2 separate regions of the Hordeum vulgare genome follow, and region 1 is linked to region 2. The links are chromatin contacts, called in public Hi-C maps. All regions are on one chromosome and are shown on one strand. Each heading gives the region's core, a stretch centred on a gene start, on an enhancer-like site or on the middle of the called end of the contact. The rest is flanking DNA. Distances are from core to core; before and after follow the strand shown.

Evidence for each region. A called contact is a pair of places that touch in the nucleus more often than the background predicts.
Region 1: a contact with region 2 is called in a Hi-C map of leaf, with 2.5 times the contacts expected there. The contact joins the promoter of LOC123408515 here to the promoter of LOC123407296 in region 2. A contact is called at or near these places in 1 of 6 Hi-C or Micro-C datasets (leaf) and 1 of 1 datasets of contacts at active chromatin or transcription factors (embryo).

The regions. Positions count from the first base shown.
Region 1 is chr7H:430,226,857-430,230,769 of MorexV3_pseudomolecules_assembly, reverse strand. It overlaps LOC123408515 (fructokinase-2), which reads right to left and starts at 2,098. Exons shown (of 3, transcript XM_045101610.1): 1 at 1,763-2,098; 2 at 239-901; 3 at 1-122. The coding sequence starts at 1,975.
Region 2 is chr7H:429,342,988-429,346,946 of MorexV3_pseudomolecules_assembly, reverse strand. It overlaps LOC123407296 (acyl transferase 4-like), which reads right to left and starts at 2,432. Exons shown (of 2, transcript XM_045100401.1): 1 at 1,063-2,432. The coding sequence starts at 2,207.

The DNA.
Region 1 (3,913 bases), core at 849-3,348, 880 kb before region 2:
ATGCTGATGAGCTCCAGGGCGGTGGCGGTGGTGGGCAGCGCCGGGATGGCTCCCTTCTTGGTGGTGCAGATGGCACCACAAGCGTTCGAGAACTGCAGCACCTCCCTCAGCTTGGCCTCATTCTGTCCAATCAAAAGAAAACAGCAACATCAGCAACGCACTCATATCGTAATGCAGCAATTCAATCGGATGATTGATACAGCAACTCTTTTTGTATTGGTGATGATTAGTTTCTTACGTAGAAGATGGAGTCGTCCTTGGAGACATTGACGAGGAGGGAGCCGACGAAGGCGTCGCCGGCGCCGGTGGTGTCGACGGTGTTGACAGAGTAGCCGGGCACGGAGCCCTTGAAGTCCTTGGTGAAGTACCTGCATCCCTTCTCGCCGTCGGTGACGATGAGCAGCTTGAGGCCCTCGAACCAGAGGGAGAGCACGTTCTTCTCGTCGTTGGCGTCGCCCTGGGTGAGGAAGGCCACCTCATCGTCGCTCACCTTGATGAAGTCGGCCTCCTTCCAGATGCTCATGATGCCGTCGCGGGCGGCCTGGGCCGAGGGCCAGAGCGGGAGGCGCACGTTGGGGTCGTACGAGCAGAGGATGCCGGCCGACTTGGCAGCGCGCATGGCGGCGACGTGCGCCGAGCGGCAGGGCTCGGTGATGAGCGAGATGGAGCCGTAGTGGAAGATGCGGGCTCGGCGGATGAGGTCCAGGTTGAGCTCGGCCTCCGTGAGCAGCATGTCGGCCGACGGGTTGCGGTAGAACATGAACTCGCGCTCGCCGTTGGCCTTGAGCGTGACGAAGGCCAGGGCCGTGCGCGCGTGCTGGTCGAACAGGCAGCCCTCGGCGTTGACGCCGTTCTGCTTCAGGATCTCCACCAGCATGTGGCCGAACTCGTCGTCGCCAAACTGCAGAAAAAAAGAGCCCATCATCTCGTATTAGAAAAGCTAATCTTGATTGGACCGACCATCAAGATAAACCAAATGTTAAACAAAAGAAAAGATTAAACCTTTGAAAAACATCTCATGCAGCATTAAAAAGTTGCTTCTTGTGTCAGAGTGGATTGGTGTTAGATTTGGACTGATCAATGACCTGCGGTGCAGGTAATAATAGCCGCCAGATCCGAGTCAGCAGGGCCCCACCATGGAAGCGCGGGAGTGGGATTATGCATTTATGCTAGACTACACGTGATCCGAAAGGCCAACAACAGTGGCATCAACCAGCGGCTAGCCGACACCGACGGGGCCAAAGCATCCATTTTTATTCTATTATATATTAAACAATTGTATAATGCCAAAAATTATCGATGGAGCCTAAGAGCGCGACTGATTTTTCAATATTAAAGCAATCAACAATTAAGCAATTTCCAGGCGAGAACAAAACTGACGATGCAAACGAGATTATAATACGTGGGAAAAGCGAGGTGAGTTCACGTGAGGACAAATCGCTCGTTTGTCTCGCGCCACCCACTTCCACTCGCACGCACTGCTGGAAGGCCAGCGCTAGTGATAATTGCCGTTGCTGCCACTTTTGCCTCTGGTCCTATGCGGCAGCTGAGATTTCCTACCCGGAAATAGATCGCATTCAAGGCCGAGAAAACGCTGCACAGAACCAACAACCCTGCATAAGCAAGTCAACGCCCGATCCCCGCCGACGATCGGACGGACGGCGACGAGATCCTGACGGGAGCGCGCCAGATCCGAGCCTACCAAATGCCGGATCTAGACGCGCGCGCACGGACGGCGATCACATGTTACGTGGGTGCGTACCTTGCCGACGAAGGCGGAGGAGCCGCCGAGCTTGGAGACGGCGCAGGCGACGTTGGCGGGCGCGCCTCCGGGCGCCTTGACGAAGCCGCCGGACTCGGCGAGCGAGACGCCGGCCACGTCGGGGACGAAGTCGATCAGCATCTCGCCGAAGGAGACGACGAGGCCGGGGGCTGCGGCGGCTGCGGGGGCAACAGCGTCACCGAGAGGCGCCATTGGGGGCTCTTGGCTAAACGAACGAGACGAAACGAGGACGCCGAACGCGACGGAAGCTTGGATTCGATCGCTCGAGCTCCAGAGGAAAGCTGGTGGTGGTGGGTGGGTTTGGGAGCCGGGAGGGCGGGCTTATAAAGGGTGCTGGCTGGCGGAGGGGGCTACGGTGATTATTATCAAATTCTATCCGCGTCCGGCTGCAATCGCGGTAATCCGTTCGGGCGTTGGATAATCAATCATGGCTCCGCTAGTAGCTGCCTCTTCTTCCACTGACGCGTGGGGACGAGGATGGACCGGGCCCGTATCTGTGTGGATCTATGAACGGGTTTGGGGTCCGCTCGTAACGGGTTGGATGAGGTTTTGCTGGTGCACGGGCCCAGTGTTCGTTGGCGTGGCAATGCTTACCGGGCGAGTAAACCGGGTCGTGATCTAATTCTACTCCGATCCGAGGAGTAATTATCCACCAACTGTGATTATGAGTTATCTCTTCTCCTCCAATCTCCACACAAGTAGGAGTACTGGCTTTGGTGCGAGTCAACCCGATCGTAACGGAGCCCCCTTAGATTTCGGAGCCAACCTGAAACGTATTTGGACCCACAACCAACTAACCGAAGTACGTAGGTGACCTCTCTCAGGAACAGAAACGGACGAACGGCTGAGAAGGATCATGGATCAGGTGCATGCAGTTCGCAGAGACGCTGCTGGGTGGGGCCGTCCATGTGATGTATGCCTGCATGCAGGCTTAAGCCCACTTGCTTGGCACTTGGCAGCGTCCGATTTTTCTACTCCACTGGAAAACAAATACGCTGCCTCCAAGGTGGAATTGGGACGCAAAAACCGACGGAGCACGTAGGTTTAACACTTCTTGGTGCGACAAGAACCAGCTGTTGTACTTTTCTAGCGTGCCTCGAGATCTGGGCTGGACCTGGACGTGTTACTATTTACGTAATTTTTTTTTTGGCAGGAAAAGGTGCCGCTTTAATTCGATGTTGTGGGTTCCAAGTTAGCTCGGTGGTTAGCACCAAACGATATCGCCATAATCGATCTCGACCTACCGGTGCAGCACAATTATTTTGTATCTGAAATTCAGATCATGGAGGGTCACCATCTTTTTTGATAGTAAAGGGTACTGGATCAGCCGATCTCATCGCATTTCTAATCGATCCTTTATAATCGGAATTTTACTTCACCGATTGGCGGTTGAGTAAAACGTTGCGCCTCTCTCTTGCGTCCGCATCGCCGCTGCATCTTCGCCGGTGTGCCTCCTGCCGTTCCCCCGCCGCTACCTCGTTCCATCCTTTGCCTTTTGCCGTCGTTCTGTCCATCAATCATCTCATTCGACCTCTGTCGCCGTCATTGGAATCAAGGTGAAACGTCAGTCGTCGTCGTCCATTGTTGTATCGTTCGATTTCTTTCGAGTTTCTTCTTTTTCTAACGGTCATCACATCTCACCTTGCTTACGCACCGTTGCATGCCATCCGTCGTTCGTTGGTTCAGTCTACACCACGCCGACCGACTTTTGCACCACCACCGCACCCCAAGTGTTCAAAGAATCGCCTAGGTGAGTTTTTTTGTTTGTTTCTCTTTGAACCGAGCCATTTGGATTGAACCGAACAATTTGGATTGAACCGAACAATTTGGATTGTAGATGAAGAGGTTGAGGGAGATGGTGTTAGAGGACTCGTCGTCATCCAAAGAGGAGGAAGAAGACGATGATGACTTTGACATCGTTTTAGGCATGATTTTCAATGATGATGTTCGGTGGTCGAGGAGTGGACCATAATTTAGCCGCATACACATCAGTTGTGATAGAGCGGAGGGTCATGCCAAGATCATGAAAGATTACTTTGATCCAAACCCAACCTATCCGGAGAAGTACTTTCGGCAACGCTTTCGGATGCACACAAGTCTTTTTCTGACCATTGCAAAAGCTTTTGAGAG
Region 2 (3,959 bases), core at 1,183-3,682:
TGGGCCCTTTTGGGCCCCATCTCGGCTGGCGCAGGCCGACGGTTTGGGTCGCGGCGACGCGACTCCCTGGTGGTGCGGCAAGGCAGTTGTGGCTGTGGTGGTGATGGCTCCCGCGGCCGGCTTGCTGCGGCTGATGGGACTGTCCGGACCCGTTGGGGTCCGTACGGGCCTATGTTGGCCTCGCAAGTCCCTATCGCTACGTCAGGTCGGCTCCGCGCGGCGGTGGAGGTTGTCCCCCCCGGTCGGCTGCGTTGTGGTTGCTTCGAGCCCGGTATCTCCTCGTCCTCCCTCCAGGTCTCGTGTTGGTGGCCTTAGTGACACGATGAAGTTGGTGTGGTGACCGTGGTGGCACAGACTGGTGGGGGCGGTGCACTTTCGTTTGTCCGGGGTGACGGTGGTGGTTTCGGGGCGGGAGGAATCCCAGGCGGCTCGCCCGCTACCAGCGCGGCTGCGTCCGTGGGCGTCGCCGAACCTTCCTTAGGGGTGTCGGTGATACACCTTCCTCACTGCCATCCGCGTACCGGGGAAACTCTACGACTTGTTCGGACGGCAGCGTCGTTGTCGCCGCTTTCCTTTCTGAAGGTGTTGCTTGGTACGCGAGGCTTCGGAGTGCTTGGCATGCGGTGGTACTTCTCCGGAGCGTACAACGGTTGTCGGCCGTCTTCGCTTTGTTGAGCTGTCGACGTCAGCATTTTTCTTTCTTCTGTTTCTTTCTTTTTTCCTTTAAATTTGTTTGTGTTCCGGCTTTAATGAGCTGATTGTATGGTTGGTTGTTGTTTTATAATATAAATCGGAGGGGGAAAATCGTCATTTTGCGCTCCCAAAGGACGCGTAAAACGTGGACATGGCCAAGAAATAGGAAGCATGCGTGCGTCGTGGAAATGGGAACCATCAATGCGTCGCATCTAGGCCAACTTGGCGAGCTCGACGGCGAACGCGGCGGCATGAAGCTCCTCGACGCAGCGGAGCACTACCCGGATGCCCCCACGCCTGGCCGCCGGCGGCCTGATATAGTTGAGCGACGCGACGAAGTTGACGTGGTCGTTGAGCGGGAACACGTACCCTGGCGCGCCGAAGCCGTAGTCCACCTCGTGGAAGCCGACGCGGCTCCAGTCTGACACCGTCACCGTGCTGTAGTCCAGGGGCACGTCGTAGTGATCGACGCCGCGCATCCAGCCAGCGAACCGCGCGGGGACCGCCTCCTTCGCCTCCCGTACCGCGCCGACGAGCTCCGCCAGTGACGCCTCCCGGACGGCCTTGCCCGCCCTAGTGACGCACGCCAGGTAAACGCAGTTGCCGTAGTAGCCCTCCACCGCCGGCAGCACGCCGCGAAGCAGGTGCCGCGTGCCGGCGGCGAAGGCGATCCGAACATCAGAGTCGTCAGGGGGCGCGGACGCCAGTGCCAGCGCTCGGCACTTGAACACCACGGCCGTCACCGCGTCAAAGGTGGAGCAAACCTCCCCCGTCGATGTCGCAGCAGCCTGGTTGAACTCGTCCTTGACGCGCGCGATGCTCTCCGCCGATATGTCGGCCACCTGGGCCACCAACCTGAACTCCGTGAGCTGAGGCGGCGGCGGGCTGGGAGGGTCCGGGACCGCGTCGCGGTGCCACACCGGAGTCACTGACGGCACCTGGAGCCCCCGCGCTAGCTCCCCCACCGCCGTGAGGAACTGCGCAGCGCCCTGGCCGTCGAACACCGCGTGGCTGAAGCTGATCCCGACGGCGAAACCACCGCAGGTGAACCTCGTCGCCTGGACCATGAGGATGAGGCCGTCGAGCTTCTGACCGGGGGCAGGGCGCGGGAGGAGGAGCTCCCCGGGGATGAGCAGCGGGCTGGAGTCGAGGCCGTCCACGTCGGCAAGCGTGCAGCTCGCGGCGGCATCCACGAACCAGACGCCCTCGCCGGTGCAGTTCACTGCAAGGCCACTCGGGGCGACGCGGCCGGCCACCGGGTAGTACGGTACAAGAGTCCTCGCGAGCCCGTCGCGCATAGCGACCAGGGCCGCCGCGGCGTCCTGGCTCTTGCGGGCGGTGGTGAACGAGGGAGGGGGGAAGACCTGGATGAGATTAACCAAGCCGGCGCCGCCGGCGGTCCTGTCAATGGAGGAGAGAGGGAGGGTGCCACCGGGGGTGGGCACCGCCGGCGCGATGAGCTCCGGCGGCGACCTGGCAATGGTGGGCGTGCTGGTCATACTGGAGTTGGACATATGGAACTCGATAGTGAGATAGTGCTGCAAAATGTGGTCGTTGGCGGCCGCGGTGAGGCAAGCGGGGACAGAGAAATTTGTCCGCTCGACGTCGCATCTTTGAATTTTCGGAAGAGTAACATTGTTTGGCTACTTGTCCATGGACTCAAGCGTTAATCCACATCTTTCCTGCCTGGTGACCTCTAATGGCGTCCCCTCCCCACAAGTGGAACGCAATGAAGCATCGCTTTGGATAAAGCCTGACGTTTCACAAGAATTTCAGCATCAGTCAGATGTCTTTGTTTTTCCTTCTTCCCTCGACGAAGACCACATCAGAATTCAGAGACGGTCATGACTATCTTTTGGTTAAAATTCAGAGGTTACTACGACTAGTACAACATAGTGCTACAACTCTACTCTTCCGGAGACACTTTTTTCCAGCAAGCAGTTAATTAGTCCGAGCAAAATCCTCTCCATCAATTAGTCTCGAAAAAGAAAAGAAACGAAGACAGAAACAACTCCGCATCCGCGCCAGCTTAGGTAATTACATGTGCACGGCGCCGGGGACGACGATGGCGAGCGCACGATTTGATATAACTGCTGCACTGGCTGGCTACAAGTAGGATGGCGCGACGCGGAGGGCCCTGGCGTCGGAGGGCAGGAGCACGAGGAGGAGGAGCACGGCCAGGATGGCGACGGGCACGAGCAGGAACAGCGGCGGCGGCGGCGGCAGCGGGGGCAGCAGCAGCGGCAGCACCAGCAGCGCCGCCGTCATCAGCGCCAGCACAACCGCCGCCTCGGCCCCGAAGTACCCTCCCCCGTCGCTCTTCCCGCCGTTCCCCGACGGCACCGGCGCGCGTCGTTGCTTGGCGGTCGCTGTCGGAGCCGGAAAGTACCCTCCGGCAACGTTCCTGACGCTGCTGCTGCCGTAAGAGGTGGAACCGGCGGCGTGGCCGACCATGGTAATGGTAGCGTCGCACCGGAGCAGGACGGCGTCTCGCATCTAAGTCCCAGCAATGCCGCTAGCTCGGAGATCCACCCGGCTGGGCGCGCCGGCGTACGACTTGGATGCGTGGATTGGAACGGAAGATGGCGAGGCGTTTGCTTTGGTGGGCAGGACTTGGAGGTTGGAGTGGTTGTTAGCTTTGCGGCGAGCCGGTGAGGTCAATATATACTCCGTCGCTCTCCTTGGATGGATACAGGAGAAGGGGGAAGAACCAGCGGTACGGAAGGATGGCCATGTGTCCACTTGGCCAGCGGTACAATCCACGTCGGTAAAAAGGAAAACTATTATTTGAAAGGAAAAAAGGAAATCTTAGCAATCATGGGTAGCCTTATCCAAACTCGACAACCGTTGTAGATACTCCTTCCGTTTCAGTTTATAAGTCTCTAGTTCATTAATTTGACCAACTTAAAAAGAGACATATATTACAAAAAAATATATCATTAGAAATTTTAGATGTTCTATTTTCTAATAATATAATTTTTATGTTAAATAATATATTTTATATAAGTCAAATTGACAACCTAGGTACACGTGCATGTCTTATAGTCTGTGACGGAGGGAGTACAATTGATCTGGATCATAAATCCAAAAAATTACAGATTACCTCAGTTGATTAAGAACTGCTCCCTCTAATTCCTAAATTTAAGCTAATTTCAATGTGAACTGTATAAGATTGTATATAGATATATTTTGAAATATACTCCCTCCGTTCTTAAATAAGTGTCTTAACTTAATACATCTTTGTACTAGAGTCAGTATAAAGTTGA